Regions from separate parts of the Mus musculus genome. Here all the other regions are linked to region 1. The links are chromatin contacts, called in public HiCAR-type and promoter capture Hi-C maps. All regions are on one chromosome and are shown on one strand. The core of a region is the stretch at or near the end of the contact, and the rest is flanking DNA. Distances in the headings are between cores, read along the strand shown. Region 1 holds the start of Adamts20 (a disintegrin-like and metallopeptidase (reprolysin type) with thrombospondin type 1 motif, 20). Region 2 holds the start of Zcrb1 (zinc finger CCHC-type and RNA binding motif 1). Region 3 holds the start of Yaf2 (YY1 associated factor 2).

Region 1 (2,871 bases), core at 273-2,772:
CCATGAACACAATATTTCCAAAATGTCAGATGTGTTGAAAACGAAACGCTCCGTTACCAGCACTGCTTTGATGCTTTGAACCTTCAGCGATGAAAACAAGGTGTCTCTCAGCAGTCGGGTAGCAATTAGTGTGGTATGATTCTGGTTTCGGGTCTTTGTAGGTGGAAAGGCCTGGCTCCAAATGCCAAGATGTACTCAGAGCTGCATGCCATTAAAGTGCCCAGCGTGGAGGATGGTAAAGGTTAAACGCACAGTTGTGGGTAAAGTCCGTTGTTGTTCTCTTTAAGACCACCACATTCTAACCTAAACCTGCCATGCTCTCTAATTCTCTGGTGGATGGAATGGCACTGGTGGGAAAGTGGGAAGGAAAAGAGGAGCGAGTGAGGATTACCATACCACCACCCAGCTGGGGATTTCACCATCAAATATAAGTTTCGACTCTCCCTTCCTGAAACTCTTCTACTACCCGTGCTGCCAACAACAGAAGATTGATACCGGTGACATGGAAGGAGGGAACGTATGGTTAGAGGGCAATTTCCAAGGCCAAGAGCCCAGAGCGCAACAGTGACTGCAACAGTGACTGTAAGCCAAACTGAGCTGCAGTCACCCCGTTGTATCCGTGAAGGTTTGCCTTCCCTGGTTAATGGCCTTGGTTGGATTTCAAGGCTCCCAGCCCCTCTCCCCCGTTTTTTTCCGTTCTGGTAATAGAAGTAATTGCAGATCCTGCAAATCAAACAGGTGAGCTCAGGACACGAGAAGTACCCTTGAAAAGAAGCTGTTTTTCTCTTCATGCTAAAGTTTGTCCGTTGCAGTAGGGCCTGGCCTTGCGCACGGATTCAGAGCTACAGATATTGTTGACGAGAGTTAACATTGACAGAGGGCTTTCTTCACTCGGTGGAGAGATTGGTCCCAGAAACAGGCAGATGTTCCGTGGTTCTTGACATTTGTATGTTTTGGGGAGAGTCCTTTGTGCATATTTAAGCACAAAACCAAAGGCGCAGACAGGCAACAGTAATCACATGTGACTGGAGTTCTGGAGACTCCAATGACCTCCTTGAACTTCCTCAACCAAGAGAGATAGGTTAATGCAGTCATACACAAGTCTTCTAGCTCCGTATCCTCCAAACTCCAGAGTCTCCCTGCACACAGGGACCCTCAAAAAACTGAGCCTCACCACAAGCTCCATGGATAGCATCCGGTTACGGATGGTTATTTTGCGTGGGAAGCCGAATAGGACCTCTCAAACGTGAATTGCATAGGCCCCGGTCTGACACTTGTCATTTCACTCCGTGCTCCTATCACCTGTCAACGTGCGTGGGGTCTGGCTGGTCCTGGGGACGCGGAGCTGCAGCCAGGGAGGTCCCGGTGCGCGCGCCCGCGGGCGGGGCTGCGCGGGGCAGGGGCTGCGCGGGAGGCCGAGCCGCCGCGCCTCCCGCTGATTGGTCGACCAGGTCCTGGGGGGCGGGCCCTCCGCCGCCCCGCGCGCCCCGCTACTCTGGCTCGGTTCCCGCTGGGCCGGGCAGCGAGCGCTTCCCAGGGTGGCGCGGGAGCGCGGGGCGCGCGGGCCTGAGAGAGCCAGGCGGGCAGCGCGCGATGAGGCAGCGGCGCCGGGAGCGGGGACTGGCGGCGGGGCGAGGCGAGCCGGGGTGCAGTCCCGGGTGCTCAGGAGGCTGCTGAGACGCCGCGGAGAACCGCTAGAGCGCGGAGGAGGGCAGCGGAGCTCGGGGAGCCGGCGGCCCTGGGGCGGCCTCCCAGTCGGGATCCCCTCCCCTGTGTGCAGCCATGCGGGTGGCCAAGTGGCTGACCGGGTTGCTCTGCCCGATCTCGCTCCTTCTCACTGGGTCCTGGGAAGTTCGTTTCCACCCACGACAGGGTAAGGTCGCCGTGGGCGCTTGGGCCGGGTGCGAGTGGGTGGTGCAGACTGGTTGGAGACCCCAGGCCACCCAGCTCAGAGCATCCCCGAGGACTTTTTTGGTTGTCGTGGAATCTCTGGGGACACGCTCTCCTGATCATGCGGCGGGCACGCGTGGGGCATGGAGCAGCGTGCATCCGGACAACACGGGTTGCTGGAGGCTGGGAAGAGAAGAGGGGCTGGCAAGGAGGTGGCTGCGCTGGGTGGTGGGTGGCAAGGTCTGTATAGAGCATATAGGACCCGTGGGAAAGCAGTACATGCCCACGGTGCCCAGGTGTGTGCGTGTGTGTATATCTGTCGTGCCCCTGAGACTGACCAAAACTGGGGACCTTGGGTAGGGATGCTTGGCTCAAGAGCTTGTGGGTTGGACAGCGTCGGGGCTTCATAGACATTTCGCTGTGTGTTGCAGAAGCCCTGGTGAAGACTCTGGCCTCCTACGAAGTGGTGACCCCCACGCGGGTCAATGAGTTCGGAGACGTGTTTCCCCAGAACCGGCATTTCAGCCGGAAGAAACGTAGCTCCGGGGTGCCGGAGCCTCCTCCGTTCAGGACCCACTACCGAATCAGCGCCTACGGGCAGCTCTTCCAGCTGAACCTGAGCGCTGATGCGGCCTTCCTGGCTGCAGGCTACACTGAGGTGCACTTGGGGACCCCGGTACCTGGACCAGGCGGGCGCAGCACGGAGTCCCCAGACCTGCGCCACTGTTTCTACCGTGGCCAGGTCAACGCGCGAGAGGACCACACTGCTGTCTTCAGTCTCTGTGGAGGACTGGTAAGCCTGATTGTACCTCCCTATGAGTTTTCTCTGATCCAGGCCAGGGCTGTCTGGGGATTGGGGCATGGTGGGTGGTTCCTAGTAGGTTCCTTGGAGTCCTCAGAGACCACCAGAGAGAGGAGCCTAGACCACAGGCAGAGAGAGAGCATCTTTCATCCATTTGTCACGTGCTCCAGAGGCGCTCA
Region 2 (3,087 bases), core at 325-2,824, 1.0 Mb after region 1:
GGGGGTAGGGGATGGGGATTATATTAATAGAAAGAGGTAGAAGGCAGGGAAATCATAGGACCAAAAGGAAAAATGAGAACAAAAACTGAAAGAAAAAAAAAATCAAGGAAATGCAATCAATTCGATACAGATGGAGCAACACCAAATCTTAAAACCCAGATGTCAGGGGAAAAAAAAAAAGTTCAATTTAAAGGCAAAAGCCACAGCTTTGTTAAAGAGTCAGAAAACGCAAGACAGTTTCAAAACAAGGCTAATAAGTGTTTGCTAAGCAGACAAAATAAGATTCCAGGAGCACAGACGATGCGCTCAGGGTGAACTAAGGAAGGAGAAGCAGTGGTACCCCCAAATCGAGAGGAAGCACGAAACAGCGCGGAGAGTTAAGGCTCAAACAATTAGAAGACCAAAGGGGCTTACATCGTGGGCGATAACCAAGCACAACCGGGATGTGAAGCCTGGGAGTTTGGGCTGGCCACAAGTTTGCCATGAGAATTAGTCCCAGTGGTCCCTTGGTGGACGCCAAGGAATTAATGCCTCTCAAAACTCAGCGGCGCCCTGGGTGGATTGCACTTCGTCCCTCCGCTTCAGTCAGGATTGATTGTGCAGGCTCCACGACAGGCTCTGGGCTCCGGGCTGCTGACACGCAGGTTCCCAGGGAGTAGTTACAGGCCTGGTCTGTACGTGCTGGTGGGTAGAAGTTAAGTTTAAACTACCGGGCAAAATAAGCATTCGGATTTCTCTGTAGAAACGACGAGCTCTTAAAGAATAATCAGTGTAGCCGGGCGGTGATGGTGCACGCCTTTAATCCCTGCACTCTGGAGGCGAGGCGGGCGGGATCTCTGAGTTCGAGGCCAGCCTGGTCTACAGAGCGAGTTCCAGGACAGCCAGGGCTACACAGAGAAACCCTGTCTCGGAAAACAAAAAAATAATCAGTGCGTACCCATTCCATATTTTCAGAAAGGAAAAAATAGTAATAAACAACGGGACGATGGAGCTGAACATCTGTCCGTGCCAGTACTCAAGAATGGGTCACTGTGTGACTCCAACTGTCCCCACGTGGGCTTTGTCTCCCCGGCCACACTGACATTCTCAACAGCAAGTGGATTATTTTGGCACTCTTTTGTCCGTCTCTCAAAGTGCCTATTACAGAGTCGGTTAGGTCCAAAAAATAAAAAATAAGATAAAAACCCAGACTTCCTGACTGACCTGGCGTCACTGAAGTTGCCTGGCTGAGAACTCCCCTTTTGCTTACTAAACTCCTGCCGAGAAGCGGAACCTGGGTCTCACTCTCCTCCACACTTCGCTTTCCTCCCGCATCCACTGAGTCCCTCTCCAGGTTCCACTAGGAGTCCAGAATAAAGCACATCTCCATCGCCGCAGGAAACGTCCGCCCGCCCGCCCGCCGGCCGCATGCGCCCCTCGCGCCTCTGCGGAGAGCCACTCGCTCACCTACGTCCCACTGCTGAGCCTCCGCCTCTGTCGCCGCCGCCTCTGTCGCCGCCGCCTCAGCCGCCGGTGAAACCCGCGAAGCCAGACGTCCGCTCGCCCTAAAGGCACTTCCGGCGCGCGCGGTGACGTCGCCCGGCGCGCCAGCCTCCGGCCCGGGGCCGTCGGGGTTTGGGGGAGTCGGAAGGAGCGCTGCACCGCGCTGCGTTCGCGGACGCCCGCGCTTTTGCGCGCCGCGGAAGGCAGCCGGAGGTGAAGCCGCCGCGGGCTCGCATCCTCTCCGCTTCGCCTCTGCGCCGAAGGTAAGCTCCCACGGCGCCGGGCCCAGGAGACGGCCGCGGCCCGGGCCTCCGCCTCGGCCTCCGCCTCGGCCTCGGCCTCGGCCTCGGCCTCGGCCTCGACCCTGACCCCAGCTCCGGCCCCAGGAACGTCCAGCCGGGGTTAGCATTTCTCAGAGTGAGAAACTGGAAACGCGACAAGCAGGTTTTGGCTAGCTAAGGCTTTTTGAATAATCCTCCTACTGGGCCAGCGGGGCGCCCTCCGGGGTGCCGGGTCCATTGTCATTCATAGGGGTTCTTAACACTTGCTGCCGACCGACGCGATCGTTTCACCTGTAATTTGCAGAGTTTTAACAGTGACGTTGATTACTAAGCACATTGATAAATATACAGGTTAATGTCCCATTCAAAGTAGGTAATCCATGTAATAGAGTGTCATTTCATGATTTGGTTGTGCACGAAATTTAAAAATCTAAAGAACTTTATCAAAATGTGAAACTACCCCAAGCTTAACAAAACCGAGTCTCTGTCGTCATGGCCTACCTATATCAGTAATCCATATATACAGACGTAGATACAGGAGTTTTTTTAAAAACAAGAACAAAAGAGGCGGGGTAGACAGGTGTCCCTTTCGGAGGTGGGCGAATCCTTGGGAAACATCTTTTCCGCTTTTACCCTAAGAAGGCGTTAAAAATAGCCTTGTGGCTTCTCCATCTCTCTAAAACCCCTCTTCAATCGCACCGCAGCCCTAAAAGGCTTAACACCCGCTGCTAGAAAAGGAATATGGTAATTCACACCCTACCCACACTGGTACTCTAATCTCTTTAAATGAATGGAGCCTGAGGAATTCTACCCTAATTAAGTCAGTGATGGTCCTTGTTTGGTTCTACTTGGAGTAAGATTCCCAATGTCTCCTTTTTTTCCGTTTTAGAAATGAGCGGTGGCTTGGCGCCAAGTAAAAGCACAGTTTATGTATCCAACTTGCCTTTCTCCCTAACAAACAATGATTTATACCGGGTAAGTTGTATGTACATCTAACTAATGGATTCTTTCTTTAGAGACAATCTGAAGCTTAAGCAAAAATACTGCTCCCTGGGAAAATTTTTAGTTGATATCTTCTGCAAATTTTAGTGGGAAATTTTTCAATTTTGTTTTAATTTCCCAAAGAGAATTTGTTGTTTGTGTGTTTTTTCGAGGCAGGGTTTCTCTGTGCCTGACTGGCCTAGAACTCACTCTGTAGAACAGGCTATCATAGAACTCAGAGATCTGCCTTCCTCTGCCGCCTGTACTTGAGTGGTGGAACACTTGCCTAGAGTAGTTATCACACACCTGTAACCCCAGCACAGGGGAAGCTGAGGTAGGAAGA
Region 3 (2,788 bases), core at 102-2,601, 1.1 Mb after region 1:
ACACTCAACTAAGTCAGACTCTCTATTCTGCAAAAATAAAGTAATACTAAGCACCCAAGCAAACCCCACATAAAACAATCTTTTAAATGCTTTTCCAAATTTCTAGTAACTCAGTGCCTTGTGCAAGTGCTCCATCTCTGAGCTGTATACTCCCACCCGTTCTGCTATAATTCATTTTGACTTTCTTTTCTCAGAAGCTTGAAGCCTATTTCCCTCTTAATTACCCCAATTAATATCATATTCCCAATGATAAAAAGGAGAGCATCCTCCAGTTTGGTTATTAACTCTTGTTTGGTAAGTAACACATCAATACAGTAGTCTCCCTTTTGCTGGAGTTTTGCTTTCCTGTTTCAATTACCCACAGACGATATAGTTCAAAATATTAAGGACTTCCTAAACAGTTAACTCCTCAAGTTTTTAGTTGCCATCTCACTCTGAGTATCATGATGAAAATTTGCTCCATCCTGCTCTGGCCCAGCTGGATACATTTTCTAAACAACCTTATAGTATCCCAGGAGCCACACAGTCAGATCAACTGTTAAGTACGCAGTGCCTGAACTGGGTCCCCTTCAGTTAGTTAAGCCTGATGCGGAGGCTACAACGCCTCCATCAGCACACCCAAATAAGGCAGAAGAAGGCAGGGCTCCGAGAAGGGATGGATTTCATCTCTCCTTTCTTCAGGGGCAGCTTTCCTGATGACGGTTCACCGACTTGGCATGCTAAAGTCGCCCCTCGATCAGAGGGATGTCAAGCTAACTCTGGTTGTGGGGTACCCGCCAGATCGGCGAGGTGGGAAGCAGAGCTTCAAGGACCAGCGAGATGGCTGTTTGGGTCTAGCAGGCGAGGTGTGTATCCCCGACAGGCTGGAGTAAGGAGACTCGGGGAGGTGGTGTCCAGGGCACAAGCAACCTCGTCTGCCTTACGTAGGCTCACGAGCGTCCGTTTTATAACAAGCCACTGCAGAGCCCCGTGAGGCCAGGAGGACGCCGCTGCAATTAAAACCGGATCAGACCCTGGTTTCGTCACGTTTGAATTATGTAAGCTAGAGCAGGGCACCGAACCTCTCCCGAGCCTCTGGGTCGCTTCCCCAGAAGGAAGGATGACAGTCCCCGCCGCGCCGGGCGCACGCGTGTCTGCGGGCGCCTGCCATCGCGCCCTTCGGGGCGTGCGAGCCACGGCCGGAGCGCTCCGGGGCAGCCAGCGGGCGGGCGAGCTGGAGGGAGGCGGCGCCGCGAACTCGCCGCCGGTGCTGGGCCGCGCTCCCCGCGTTTGAAGTCTCCGGCGCGGCCGCTGGTTGGCCGGCGCGGGTCACGTGCGCGCAGGCAGGAGTTTCCCCGACAGCTGGAGGCTGCGTGGGATCCGGCGGCGGCGGCGGCAGCGGCGGCGGCGACGGCGGCGGCGGCGGCTGCAGCTCGCGGCGCGGCCTTCCCCGCCCCCTCGCCTCCGCGCTTCCGCCGGCCCCTCACCCCGGCGCTGACAGACCGGCGCGCGTCGGCAGCGAGCATGGGCGACAAGAAGAGCCCCACCAGGTAGGGCGCCCGCCGGCGGAGCGCCCGCGGCCCGGGGTCCCGTGGCGTGGCGTGGAGCGGCGCGGCGCGGGGCGCGCGCGTGTGTGTGGGGAGAGGGGGTGCGGCGCGGCGCGGCGGGGCGCGCGGCTGCCCACAATGGGCCGCGATGGCGGCCGGGGTCAGCGGCCGCGCTCCCCTCCCCCGCGCGGCGCCGGGCGGGGCGGGGGTCGCGGGCCGGGCGGGGCGGGGCGCGGGGCCGGGCGCGGCCTGCGGCTGACCCCGCGCTGCGTCGTGTCCGGTTGTGTCCTGCAGGCCGAAGCGGCAGCCGAAGCCCGCCTCGGATGAGGGCTACTGGGACTGCAGTGTCTGCACCTTCCGGAACAGCGCCGAGGCCTTCAAGTGCATGATGTGCGATGTGCGGAAGGGCACCTCCACCCGGTGAGTCCGGCGCGCCCGTGGATCCCCCGCGGGGCCCCCCGCGCGACGCGGGACGGCGGGGCGGCCAGCCAGGCGGCGGCCGCGGTGGGGCGCGACCCGGCTGAGCCGCGGCTGGCGGCGAGGGCTCGGTGGCGGCGGCGGTGGCGCCTGCTGCGGAGGATGAATTATCCATGGGGGTCGCCGGCCGCTGCCGTGCCGTGCCGTTCCATGCGTGGCCGGTGCGGTGCCCCCTCCCCAGCCGGGCGCAGAGACCGTGATCGCTGGTCGCATTGTGGTGTTAGTGTGCGGGGAGGGGGCGGGGACGGGGAGCCGGGGCGGGGGAGGGGACGGAGGAAAGGCCGCGATGTCACTCGGTCCCCCTGGGGAAAAAGTATCGCTTGTAGGATCGTAATGGATTAAACTTTCTTAGTAACGGATGTCCGGAAAGGGTCAGGCCAAGGTTTCGCGTCTGGGTTTTTTTTTGTTGTTGTTCTATTTCTGTAATAATTTTTTACAGTTAAGTAGTTGGTTGGGAGGTGAACCCAGCAACGCAGTTTTACTCCAGTGCCTGGATATTTTTACACAAACGAGATGACATGATCTTTGTCTGTTGCCGGCCCTGGATTTGTTGTATGGTAGGCATATAGTATTATAATTGTCTTTCCAAAAAAAAAAAAAAAAACCATTTAAAAGAGTTAAATTTAGGAAATTCGAACTCAGTAGCATTCTTGATCTGTCTCCACTTGGTCATAGTTCCCTTGGGAAGGCCGCCTTTAAATCCACTTCTACAGTGATTTGTAGCAATATTTAAGTAAGGCATTTATTTTGCTGCTATGAAGCCTATTCAAATACAAATGATTACA

Evidence for each region. Promoter capture Hi-C pulls out the DNA fragments that hold promoters and counts their contacts. HiCAR-type assays count read pairs that join an accessible place to other places.
Region 2: a contact with region 1 is called in a promoter capture Hi-C map of embryonic stem cells, with 2.7 times the contacts expected there. The contact joins the promoter of Zcrb1 here to the promoter of Adamts20 in region 1. A contact is called at or near these places in 4 of 39 promoter capture datasets (cranial neural crest, embryonic stem cells, hippocampal neurons and 1 more) and 3 of 115 datasets of contacts at active chromatin or transcription factors (astrocytes, embryonic forebrain and stem cell-derived neural progenitor cells).
Region 3: a HiCAR-type map of astrocytes shows a contact between it and region 1, with 3 times the contacts expected there. The contact joins the promoter of Yaf2 here to the promoter of Adamts20 in region 1. A contact is called at or near these places in 8 of 39 promoter capture datasets (the 3T3-L1 cell line, cranial neural crest, embryonic stem cells and 5 more), 1 of 484 Hi-C or Micro-C datasets (muscle stem cells) and 1 of 115 datasets of contacts at active chromatin or transcription factors (astrocytes).

The regions. Positions count from the first base shown.
Region 1 is chr15:94,403,001-94,405,871 of GRCm38.p6, reverse strand. It overlaps Adamts20 (a disintegrin-like and metallopeptidase (reprolysin type) with thrombospondin type 1 motif, 20), which reads left to right and starts at 1,522. Exons shown (of 39, transcript NM_177431.5): 1 at 1,522-1,873; 2 at 2,322-2,683. The coding sequence starts at 1,783.
Region 2 is chr15:93,396,821-93,399,907 of GRCm38.p6, reverse strand. It overlaps Zcrb1 (zinc finger CCHC-type and RNA binding motif 1), which reads left to right and starts at 1,574. Exons shown (of 8, transcript NM_026025.3): 1 at 1,574-1,745; 2 at 2,653-2,738. The coding sequence starts at 2,655. Pphln1 (periphilin 1) reads right to left here and starts at 1,558. Exons shown (of 9, transcript NM_175363.4): 1 at 1,447-1,558.
Region 3 is chr15:93,335,498-93,338,285 of GRCm38.p6, reverse strand. It overlaps Yaf2 (YY1 associated factor 2), which reads left to right and starts at 1,351. Exons shown (of 4, transcript NM_024189.6): 1 at 1,351-1,529; 2 at 1,821-1,946. The coding sequence starts at 1,504.